Linked DNA regions of Mus musculus: regions 2 and 3 are each linked to region 1. The links are chromatin contacts, called in public Hi-C and HiChIP or PLAC-seq maps. All regions are on one chromosome and are shown on one strand. Each heading gives the region's core, a stretch centred on a gene start, on an enhancer-like site or on the middle of the called end of the contact. The rest is flanking DNA. Distances are from core to core; before and after follow the strand shown.

The links. Hi-C and Micro-C count contacts between places; a contact is called where the count stands out from the background. HiChIP or PLAC-seq counts read pairs in DNA pulled down with a chosen protein or histone mark.
Region 2: a BATF HiChIP or PLAC-seq map of CD8 T cells shows a contact between it and region 1, with 20 read pairs. The contact joins two enhancer-like sites. A contact is called at or near these places in 4 of 484 Hi-C or Micro-C datasets (CD4 T cells, Th1 cells, Th2 cells and 1 more) and 2 of 115 datasets of contacts at active chromatin or transcription factors (CD8 T cells and memory CD8 T cells).
Region 3: a Hi-C map of CD8 T cells shows a contact between it and region 1, with 2.3 times the contacts expected there. The contact joins two enhancer-like sites. A contact is called at or near these places in 1 of 15 datasets of contacts at CTCF or cohesin (CD8 T cells), 10 of 484 Hi-C or Micro-C datasets (CD8 T cells, CD8 central memory T cells, Th1 cells and 5 more) and 1 of 115 datasets of contacts at active chromatin or transcription factors (CD8 T cells).

The regions. Positions count from the first base shown.
Region 1 is chr12:118,455,626-118,459,753 of GRCm38.p6, reverse strand. No RefSeq gene overlaps it. Among named protein-coding and RNA genes, the nearest start is that of Gm25577, 47 kb to the left of the region's middle. Within about 2 kb of position 2,038, at least 12 of the 459 cell types and tissues checked have an H3K27ac peak or open chromatin away from gene starts, as enhancers often do. A contact at or near this core is called in CD8 T cells and memory CD8 T cells, where this site is marked.
Region 2 is chr12:118,370,934-118,375,061 of GRCm38.p6, reverse strand. No RefSeq gene overlaps it. Among named protein-coding and RNA genes, the nearest start is that of Sp4, 72 kb to the right of the region's middle. Within about 2 kb of position 1,736, at least 34 of the 459 cell types and tissues checked have an H3K27ac peak or open chromatin away from gene starts, as enhancers often do. A contact at or near this core is called in CD8 T cells and memory CD8 T cells, where this site is marked.
Region 3 is chr12:118,389,046-118,393,173 of GRCm38.p6, reverse strand. No RefSeq gene overlaps it. Among named protein-coding and RNA genes, the nearest start is that of Sp4, 90 kb to the right of the region's middle. Within about 2 kb of position 2,218, at least 9 of the 459 cell types and tissues checked have an H3K27ac peak or open chromatin away from gene starts, as enhancers often do. A contact at or near this core is called in CD8 T cells, where this site is marked.

The DNA.
Region 1 (4,128 bases), core at 789-3,288:
TAAATTACCTTGGTTCACAGTGGCAGAGGTGGAGGGTGGAGGTGGACAGAATGATGAGAAGAGGGTGGGAAGGGGGTGGGCTGTGAATAAGAGAAACTCACATCTGAAAGAATTCAGTTCAACTTGGAAGTAAATATATGATTTTCCATACGTGCACATTTAAAAGCATGGAGTTTCTAGTCCATCTTTCTTACGACATGCTTATTTATATAAAATAAAAACTTAATATATTTTAAGAAATTAAACTAATGATTAATAAGAACATTTCAGCTTTCTGACTAATGTCCTACGTTACAGAATCCACACCAATATTCATAATCCAGCCCAACTACGTATATGTACACGACTGCCTGCCTTCTGCTGCAGCAAAGCTGGATTCTGCATGTGTATGGCATTATTTATGCACTTAGATGCAGTGTATTGTAACGATTCATATCTATTATAGATTTAGTAAGACACGAAGGCATAAGTGGATTTAATCAGACATGTAATTATTTTTATGCCTCCAACTCAAAAATATGCGTAAATAAATTTATGGTTATTTGGCAATCAGTGAGAATGGTCTTTATAAATGTTGAAACAGCTGCTGGCAAACATATTTGCAAAAGAAAGAGGATGGTTCTTATCTTCCAACCAGCAAGCGATAAAGGGATGAGTTAGCTGGGAATGCACTGTCCTAGCTGTTAAATATTTGTTTCATCATCTTCAATATTACACAAACATGCATTCAACATAAGGAAACCTGGCATTTCTTTCCCTTTGTGGGAAAGGAGCTCATTTTCTCAGAGGAGCACATTTTCTCAGAGGAGAACCTTGGAGCACACCTATACGTTACAATGCTCTTATTTTCTAGTTCTGAGTAGCTGCTGTCATGCTGTTTGACTTCCACATTCCCGTTTATTCTGTCATTGGTGGTATCGTTCCGGATCTTGAGATGGAACATTCTCATTTGAAATAATGGGCTACGATGGCGTGCGCACTTCTGTCAAATATGTTGATTCTGGCGTCTGTTAGGGTTGCTGCTCTGACTTTCACAGTGGCTTTAAGACATTTGTAAAACTTTGCCGGGAAGGATAGTAACTGGCAATCTTCGAGTTAGCTGGTTATGATTACTTCTCTGTGTTGAAACATCTAATAAATTATGCATCTAAAAATGTAGATCTTGGACAAATACTCTGAGAAAAATCTAATTTTCTTGAAATATATCTTTTTTCATTCTCTCAAGTTTTCAGCTGAAATTTTGTGCTTTGGACTGTTGAGAAATTAATAGCATCGGCATCTGGTATCTTCTCTCTAACCTTCAGCAGAGAAAAAGCTTCTCAGAGCTCTCCTAATGTGTCAATTAGGACCTAGGCAGATTACTTCACGAGGAATTATGTATTTCATTTGTCTAGTATCAGGTATAAAAGAGTATAATATATTAAAGTAGGACACAACCAGGCACACTCGCGCGCTCAGGACTGGGATAGGCCATGTAAATAAAGCTGTCGCCCTGGCTTCCCAAGGTGAAGACTGTATCAGCCTGCGTTCTATGCTTATGATCATTTCCAATACTATCCGGTTGGGGTTAGTTAGCAGCCTTAGATGTCACGGTCACCCGACTTTTGTAAAATCATGGGGTTTCCTTTCATTCACGTATGTTGTTTCAGTGATCAGTAGTATTTCCAATAAATCATACACTAGCCAGTTGAAAGAGCTTCTGCCTGGTATGGGGGGGAAAAACCCTGCAAACGCGGCTAACTGATGCTTCGCCCGCTGCCCAGCTCGGCCGTGAGAGAAGCCGGGATCCTTGGAAAACCGCAGAGCGCCCTCTGTTGATGAAAAAGGCAACGCGCAGCGCGGGAGCGGACCCCAACCCTGTGGATCTGAAGCCACAACGCCGCGGTCGAAGAGTCCCATTTCTGACGTGGGAGAAAAAAATCCCGTTTAAAACTATAAGAATATTGATTTTTCTGGACACAGAAAGCACATATGACTGCAAGCTCCAAGAGAATGGTAGCATGGTAAGTATTTAAGTAGATACACGCACAAACATGCTCGTCTTTCAGTCTCTACTTGCCTAAAGCATTGGGTAAGGAGGCTTCTTTTCCTTCGATGGACACTCTACACGGGTTTGTTTCTATTCGTATTATTTGGGAACTGCCAGAAAACATGGCGTGAGCAATGATGCTAAATAGGTAGAGTCTACATTTCTTTTTCTTTCTTTCTTTTTTTTTTTAATGAAAGACTATAACTAAACCTCCTTTGAAAACACACACACACACACACACACACACACACACACACACACACAGCTACATCCCTTGACCTCCAAGAAGGAAAGACCAGAAAACAAAACCGCCACAACTGTTGACTTTTGCTGACTTTGGCTTAGTTTGTGTTTTATCACTTTCCAACTAAGTTCCAGCAAGCCTTTATAAAATAGTATACTGGGGTACAAAATTTTATTCGTGTGTGTGTGTGTGTGTGTGTGTGTGCGCGCGCGCACACGAAATTTAAAAGCAGTAATTCTATGATAAGAACTCTTCCGTTCTGTATTTCCATTTACTTCCTATTGGGTTGGGGAAGAAAATTAGTCTCACAGAAGTAACATCTTTACATTTTAAGGTCACTGCATATGCTAATTAGTTTTAAAAGCATAGTTGTTTTAGGATACCTTGTTCTGCCCAGCTTTTAGGTAGCAATTGAAAACGTTGCGTTCTTGACTTCCAGTTGTTGGGTGTTACAAACGTTTCTGAAAGACTGTATTCGGGAACTTGTTCAGACATACTGATGGCACAGGTGCTTATTAACCTAAAGCTGAGTATTTACAGCCACAGAATTAACTTGAGTTTGTGATTTGATTGCAATCTTTAATTCCTTTGTCTTAAAAGAAGACTTCTCTTTCTTGTAAGTTTCCTTTTCAAATTCAAAAAAGGAATCCAGAGACAAAATATTAGGCCTTGCTAAGAGAGTCACCAAGAAGGAAGGGAGGAGGGATGTGGAGAACTCTCAGAGTCGTTGCCAGCAGCCACGAAACTCGCCCAGATAAATCGCTCGGCGCACATTTTGATTTTTCCTCACAAAGACAATAAGAGTTTTAAAATAATATGCCTTTAGATTTTTCCTGTATCTTCCATCTTCGGCTATTTGAAGTCCCTACATGAATTCGATCACGCTCAACAGGATTTGTTCACTCAAGATGGGGCACAGGTGCTGAGGAAGTAATTTATGACCAGAGCCAGAATCCTGAGCTGAAGCTAACAGTGGGTACAGCAGTGCCTGGGAGGCTGTTAACATGCAAATCCCCACGAAACAGATGAAAACTGACAGACTTGGTGTCGTTCGGAGATTTCAGCCCACCCCAGTATTCAGGGGAACTGCAAACAGAGGAGGGCGAGACACTGCCGGATCCCAGGCTGGCCAGAGCATGTGCCTGGGACACCCTCTGACTTTTCCCCATATTATATCAGCATTAGCCCTAGTACTTTGATATGGTAAGCTTTAGGCTTTTTTTTTTTAATCAATATACATTTTATTGGGAATAGGATTATGCCATTTCTTTTTCAGACAGTAAAATTACATGAAAATGGTGTATACCGGAAACAACCCTGATAAACATGTAACTTTCCCCCATTGCTTATGAGCAGCTGAAGATGAATCAGAGTCTCAACATTTTGAAGTGAAAATGAGAAAGATGATTTTCTTTTATTTCTGTTTTTTAATTGAGATTTGAAAAGTCAGCTACATTTACTCACAAATGGAAAATTTAGTTTAAAAAATCATAAATCAGCTAAACTCAATTTATATGATAAAAAGGTATTTAACAGTTTAATGCTTCCCCTTTCCCAAATAATTTTATCCTCACAAATTGCATTGTAAAATAATTTCATGCCACTGTACAATATTTTAAGCACTTCATTTTAAGAAACACTAAATATTTTAAAAAGTAGCCCACCAGAGGGCAGTCAGCTTTTAGTCTAACGTGTTTGAAATGAATTTATTGGTGTGGTTGGTTGGATTTTGAATTAAAATCACATTAGTCTTTGCATCCATAAATTCCTGACTTAAGGCTGGAAAGTATGACTTCAATCATTCTGATTAGAAATCTTCAGATATTCTAACATTTGCCCTTCTTTATACCCTCAA
Region 2 (4,128 bases), core at 487-2,986, 84 kb after region 1:
ACCTGAGTGCTGACTCATTCCTTGTTCACAACCCCTCACCGGAGAACGGAATTAACATCAAATATAATTAGCCCCAGGGCTAGTATCCTCAACAGAACTCTCCTGTTCAGATATCTCTAACAGCCTCTTCTGGTCTCAGCCAGAAAGACTCTAGTATTTAGGATATGTGTTCTTCTGTTGCTCCAATCAAGGCTACCCTCCCTATGTCACAGTATCTATTCCAGACCTAGAGTGTGGGATGTAATGTTTTAAAAGACTTTTTTAAAAAATTTTTTGACAACTGTCATAAAGGGATTTCGGCCAGTGAGGGTATGGAACATAACCCTGCAATCCCAGATCTCCATAAGGAGTGTAAACAACACATGGTATGACTATGAGGGAATAATATTCACTCGTTAAAAAGAAGAGAATCCTAATGCATACCACAATGTGAATGAAGTTAGATAATATGTAAATGAAATAAACCTAATTCCACTTTTACTAGTTACCAGTCATAGGCAAATTCATAGTAAGAGAAAGTAGAATAGAGGTTACCAGGTACAGTGAGGAAAGGGAAATAAAGATAGTTATCATTTCATTTCTGAGACATTTCTGTTTGGAATGATGAAAAGATTCTGGGAACTGATTCTGGAGGCTGCTGCAGAGGAGTGTGAACACATCTGCTGCAGAGGAGTGTGAACACATCTGCTGCAGAGGAGTGTGAACACATCTATCAGTGGCATTAAATTACACACCCGAAATGGTTTGAATAGTAAACTTCATTTTGTGTGTGCGTGTGTATGATACTTCTTATCACAATAACGAAAAATTAAATGTTGAAATAAAGGAGAGCTTAAGAAATCCCTAGGAGGGATTACAGCCTGAAAGAAGCAGTTTGCGAAGGAGATCATATGAGGGAGGGTGGGGGAAAGATATGGACTGGGTGGAGGAGGGTCTGTCATATTTTGGTTCTTTCTGGTTCTGAAGCCAGGAGTGACCTGCCTTTTGTTATGCCATGGCTCTTGTTCACACAGGCTGCCTGGAGAGCAAAGCTCATCTGTTTTCATTGGCATCTCAGGACCTCAAGGGTTGGTGGTACAAGTGTGAGTTAAGTAGTTGATAGTGAATAAATGTCACAATGTTGAAATTCTGGGAAACAAAAGAAAGAAGGCAACATAGTGACTGAGCACTGCTTAACAGTGGCCTTCTTTGTAAAGCAGAAAGGTGCACACTAACTCTACAAGTTGATGGCTGAGATCCTCAGGTTTATAACAATAATGCAGATGTCTGACCCTATGACTGTGGGCATTTTCCTTGATAAGGAAATATACTTTCCACCTTAAGGTCTTGTGTTGTCTCCTCTCCCTGGAATGTCAGCCTTCTGTCTCAACACAGTCACACCCTCCACCTCCTCTACTCATTCAATGTAAAAGCTGCCCTTAGAGATGAGCGTGTTCCACTTACTCAGATATACTTGGAAAACCCCTGTGAAGGTTTAGCCACTCCTTCCCCAGGCCTGGTTCGCCTCCAATCATCCCATCTGCCTTCTTCTTCGAACGCACATGTGCCTTTCCTGCTAAACTGCAGATTTAAATTCAGTACGGGGGTGGGGGGGGGATATCACATCTGCTTGGATGGGACAAACGGATGAGATAGAACCAAGTGGGTGTGAAGCACTCACTCACTAACATGTCTCTGCCTAAAACATAAACCACAAAGAACAGAGAGTAGCCTCTTCCAAACAGAACTGTTTCCTTTTGATGTTCAGTGTGCCTGTGTCATATCTAAAGAGACACTTGGAGGAGCCACATCTTGTAGTCTCTGCAGTATTAAGTTTCCTGGTTCTTTTTGTTGCTACTGTTCTTAGACAAGGCCTTACAATGTAGCTGGTGCTAGCCTGGTACTGGCTATGTAGACCAGGCTGACCTCCAACCCAGAGAGAGCTTCCTGCACCTGAAATGTTGAGGTTAAAGGTGTGTGCCACCGTACCCATCCATTTTCTCAGCTCTTTGTTCTCATATCCAAGATACTCCCAGGTTTGCTGATGATTTAACTGCAGCAAAACAATAGAGGTGCCCATGTAAGGAAAAGGTGTGTATACAAATAGTTACTAATTCTAACTCAAATCCAAAATTCTGACCCTGGATTCTATCTTCAGTTTAAAGGGAAATGAAAAGAGTGAGCTCTCTATTTGAGACGAGGTCACGTGGTCTGAACCCATTACCTAGAGCATGGTTCTCTTGCCTGTAATCCTAGCACTTAGGAAACTGCAACAGGAAGATTGGTATGAAGTCAAAGCCACCCTCAACTACTTAGTAGGCCTGAGGTACCATGTGAGACTGTACTGTCCACATTGACCATTTAACATGACGAACTTTATGGGGTTGTACAGTGACATTTCTCCATTTGTAAAGAACTCAGTCATGCCTAGTGTAGTAATGCACACCTGCAAACCCAGCACTGATACCAGCCCGAGGCAGTGGAATCAGCAACTGAGAGCATGTGAGATTGTCTCAGTTAAAGATTAAAAACTGAGGCTGGAGATAGCTAAAAACTGAGGCTAGGTATAGCTAAGTTGATAGAGTGCTAACCTAGCACTTATGATTCGGTTGGGAAACAAACCCAGCACCTAGACTGATTCCCAGCACCGCATAAACCAGGCGTGCACACCATGCCTGAGATACCTGCGCTTTCCCGGTGGAGTCAGGAAGATCGCTACATAGTAACATTGCAGCCAGCCTTGGGCCCTGGATACCCCTGTCTATGAATTGAAAATATCAGCTGAACTTTCAGTTCTACCAAGCTCTGCATCCCCTGTGTGGAGGATTGGTGTGGGAAGAAGCAATGGTCTCTCTTTACAGGCAGCGTACTAGGGATCTGGTGCAACTATGCTCTTCAGCACTAAACCTCATCAGATGAGCCATAGTTTTCTGCTCGATGTTCTAGCCGCAGCACCTCAGCCACAGCTAGTTAGCACTTAGTCATTAACCACCACTGTGAGAGACTGCAGCTTACAGCTACTCTTCCACAGGCTAAACTGTTCAGGTTACTAGATGTCAAACCCATTTTGTGCTCTTCTGTGAGATTGCTCTAAGCAAACTGAAGTTACTGGGGCCCGGGAGGCACAATAAATTGACTCCTAGAGAAATACCTTCAAGTGTCAGGCACCAGGGAATGTGTGATCTGAAATAACAGATAAAGAGGCGTACAAAATGCTATAAATCAAGGCAGTTTTTGCCTGGATAGAGTCTGCTTAAGGGTCTGCTCTTCTGCCTGCAGCTCTGTTCCTTTGCCTTCGCCTGGAAGCGGCACCTTGTGAGGGTACATAGTTCCAAGAGAAAGCAATCTTCTATGCTCCCTCCTGAGTGTCAAGAGCTGGTCCCTAGGGAAAGGAGAGCTTTATGGTTCTTCCAATGCCTTTTAAAAAATACTTCCCAAGTGAATTATTGCAATCTGCATGAGGCACTCAAAATAACTACTCTTTCTAAACTCTAACCACCACTCAATCACTAAAGAAGAGGACAATGAAATACGGCCACTGTCGACTGGCAGTTCTTTTCTTGAGGCCAGAAAAGGAGGAAATTCATATAAGCGTTAGGTTCTGCCACAGACACTATATTGGATGAAGTAAAGTTCTGGAGTTGGGCTGTGGATGTAATTCAGTTGGCAGAGTTAGCCTAACATGTTTGAAGCCGAGGCTTCCATGCTAGTCCTACATAACTGGGCATGGTGGCACACACCTGTCTGTAATTCTGACACTCTGGAAGTTAAGGTGGAAGGATCATAACTTCAAGGCCATCCTGGGCTATACTGCAAGTTTGAAGCTAACCTGAGCAACATAAAACTGTATTAAATGAGGGATGTATGTTTGGCCTGCATCTTTTCTACCAGCAGACTGACATTTTAGTGGCATTACATGGTTGAGATTTATTATAGCTGAAGGTAGTACATCCACAATAAATGGTCTTGAAAACCTCAGTTATGCTCACTGAAGAAAGAATATGAATGATGACAATTTTCCCCGTTGTCTCCTAGGAAGACGTAAAATAGCACACTCAGACCCATGAACAAGCTTTGTATTAGTGGATGCTATATGGTTTGAGTATGGTCACGTGCTCCCAATTTCATCCTTAGGCTGGATTGCCACTG
Region 3 (4,128 bases), core at 969-3,468, 67 kb after region 1:
CCAGGAAAGCAAGAGGCTCCCAGGACCCAACAGGGATATTAGCTGAAATGCCTAACAAAGGGGAGGAAGTACCTGTAGAGACCATATACAGAGGTTAGGTTGGGGAATGGGGCCACCACTCATCTCCAAACTTTTAACCCAGAATGATTCCTGTCTAAAGGAAATATGGGGGACAAAGTGTGGAACAGAGACTGAAGGAAAAGACACCCAGAGACTGCCCCACCTGGGGATCCATCCCACACTAACCCAGACATTATTGTGGATGCCAAGAAGTGCTTGCTGACAGGATAGTTGTCTCCTGAGAGGCTCTACCAGAGCTTGACAAATGCTCACAGCCAACCACTGGACTGAGCATGGGGATTCCAATGGAGGAGTTAGAGAAAGGACTAAAGGAGATGAAGGGGTTTGTGACCCCACGGGAAAAACAACAATATCAACCAACTAGACCTAGAGCTCCCAGGGACTAAACCACCAACCAAAGAGTACACAGGGGGTACCCATGGCTCCAACCACATATGTAGCAGAGGATGGCATTGTCTGACATCAATAGAAGAAGAGGCCCTTGGTCCTGTGAAGGCTTGATTCCCCAGAGTAGGGGAATGCCAGGGTGGTGAGGTGAGAGTAGATGGGTGGGAGGGGGAGCACCCTCATAGAAGGAGGGGGAGGGGGATAGGGTAGGGGAGTTCCAAAGGGGAAACTGGGAAAAGGGATAACATTTGAAATGTAAATACATAAAATACCCAATTATAAATAAATAAATAATAAATGAAAGTATCTCAAAGGAACAGAAGAGAGAAAATGTTAGAAAAATAATTTTATAGAAAATATTAATAGGCAAAAAGTTCAACAAATCCAAGGCAGAATAGATATAAAACCATTCTAAAATTACCATAGATTGCTAAAAGCTAAGAGGAAAGTTTGGAAGCCAAGTTGAATAACCAAGGTCAGCAAGATGGCAGTGTGTAAAGCACCTGCTATACAGAGTGAGGAGTTCAGTCATCATCAGACACAGTAATATGCATCTCTCATCCTAGTGCAAACCAAAGAGTCCCTGGGAGCTTGTGCTACCCTGGTTTACACAGTGGTGAACAAGAAAGGCTCTGTCTCAAACAAGATAGAACACAAGGACCAACACTCAGAGTTATCCTGTTCTTCACATGCACATATATGTACACTCACTTTCCCACAAAACACTATAAACACCATGCAATGCACATAATGTACATATATACACCATGCACACATCACACACAGACACCATGTACACACATATCATGCTCACACATACATACACCATACACACATACAATGCACATATATACACTATACACACACATCATACACACACACACCATGCACACACACATAATGCATATGTGTATATACTATAACCCATAACATAGACAGACACAGTATAAACACATATCAACCCCAAACATGCACACATATATATGCACACACACATCATATACACACATGCACACACACAATGTACATGTATACTCTATACACACACATCATCTACACAGACACCATGTACACCCATATTATGCCCACACATACAGACACAATGTACATATACATATCATATACACAGACATGCACACACAGTCACACATACACACATATTCACACATACACACACCATGCACAAACATACATGCATACATATGCACACACATACATACAAATGCATACATACACACACATGTACATACATGTACACTCACACATTCACACATATGCACAGATTCATACACTATGCACACGCACACAGAAATTAAGTAAGAGATGCATCCCACCAGGGAAATAATGACAGATAAATGATTTGCTCCTTCTAAATCAAATCCAGAAAACGATGGAAAGATACATTTAATGTGCTTCTCTTTAAGAGTTCAACAGCCAGCAACAACATACTCCCAAAGTGAAGAGAAAATAAAGACACTGTTAGATAAACAAAAAATAAATTTAACATAAGTGCATCTGCACCAGAAGAAAAGCTAAAGCAATTCTTCATGCTGAGCAGAAATGACAGTGGGTGCCACCAGGATCCATCAAAGGGATGAGGACAACTGTGGAGTGTGGCTTAGCACATGTTACCTGTGTGACACGCCCAGTACCACCAGAAAAATGATCAAACCCAGAGATAGCAGATAGGTGGGGTAAACATGGGAGCTGTGTCAGCAAGAGAGGGCTGCCAAAATAAACTACCATAGACTGGGAGGCTTTAATGACAGGAACAGACATTTCTCACAGTTCTGAGCTCAGAGTTCATGATGGTGGCGTGATAGGATTGGTTTGTGGTAAGAGAACATGACTCTCCTCTCCCTTGTGTGTCTACATGGTCTGATTTCTGTGTATGTGGGTCTCCTCTACTTGGAAAAGTTCATGCTAGATTAGGAACTACCAAAATAACTTCATCTTAACTTATGCCACACTGAAGACTTGAAATATACATTCTTCTAAAATGTCAAGATTTAAACTTCAATGTATCACAACTTAGCCATAACAAATCTTTTCTATTTTTTTTAAATATATGGAACTATTTTAAGCACAAATTATAGTATTATATCTGTTTCTTATCTAGCTTTATTCTGTTGCTATGGCAAACACCATGATCAATAAGCAACTTAGAATAGTGATGGGTTTATTTCATTTTATAGCCCATCACTGTGAGAAGTCAAGCAGGAACTCTAGCAGAAACTGAGGCAGAGGCAATGGAGGAAAGCTGCTTGCTGGCTTGCTTACGGGTTCATGCTCAGTTAGCTTTCTAATAAGGCCTAGAACTGCTTGCCTAGGGAATGGTGCTGTCCACAGTGGGTTAGATGCTGCTGCGTCAATTAACAATCAACATAATCTCTCAGGCCAATCTGATCTAGGCAATGCCTCAGTGGAAATTTCTGTCTTAAGTGACTTTAGACTTTGTCACATTTACAATTAAAACTAATTAGGAAAATAGGCTTATAGCATACATAAATGTGACTAAGAGCAAGAGAATTAAAGGAAATGTGCTATTTCAAAAATCTCGGGCTGGTGAGATGGCTCAGTGGGTAAGAGCACCCGACTGCTCTTCCGAAGGTCCGAAGTTCAAATCCCAGCAACCACATGGTGGCTCACAACCACCCGTAATGAGATCTGATGCCCTCTTCTGGTGTATCTGAAGACAACTACAGTGTACTTACATATAATAAATAAATAATTCTAAAAAAAAAAAAAAAAATCTCTACATTTTCTCAAAATATTTCAATATTAATTTAAAATAAACTGTGATAAAGAACTATGTCATAATCCCTAGAGAAATTGATAAAAACAACATCCAAAAGCCATAGATAGATGGACTACTGATCAAGAGATAATGATAATGTAATAAAATGTAAGAAGAATAAGATTTAAATGAGGAAAGATAATTTTTGAGGTAAAAAGAAAAACAAATAGCAAATGGCAGGACTGATAAGTCATACTGCTAATTGCTTTAGATGTGAGGAAAGGAAATATATTCTTTCTAAAGTAGAGGTTGAATGTGGGGGAGGGGCTCAGTTATCAAAGCATGTCTAGGTCTTAAGACTCAATCCTGAAACAATAAATAAATAAGAGCCCCAGACTGAATTTTAAAAGAAAAAGGGAAAATTTATTTACTGTCTCTAAGAGAGCATCCTAAATTCTAAGAATTTAGATTCTTAGATTCTGGGGAGGCAGAGACAGGTGGCTTACTAAGGCCCTCTGACCAGCCAAACCAGCCTATTTGGTCAGTGCCAGGCCAGGGAGAAATTCTGTCTCAAAATAAAGGTAGACAGTACTTGAGGTTGCCCCCTGGTTTCAACACTTACAAGAAAATATATGTATGTGTATGTACATGCACACACATGTGCATGCGTGTGTGTGCACACCCACCTACTAGCATTTATAAGAACATAAACACACAAAAATATACATATATGTGTTTGTGGCCATAATTGACTTTACATAGTTCCTAGTGACTGATAGAATAATCAGAAGAAAAAAAAAAAAAAACCTAAGTGATATTTCTGCATCTCTTCTTTTAAGTGCCTAGAGAGTTATCACCAAGATAGACCATAGGTACAGTTGAAAATATTGAAATCTTACACAGTATATTTTTCCAGTTAAATT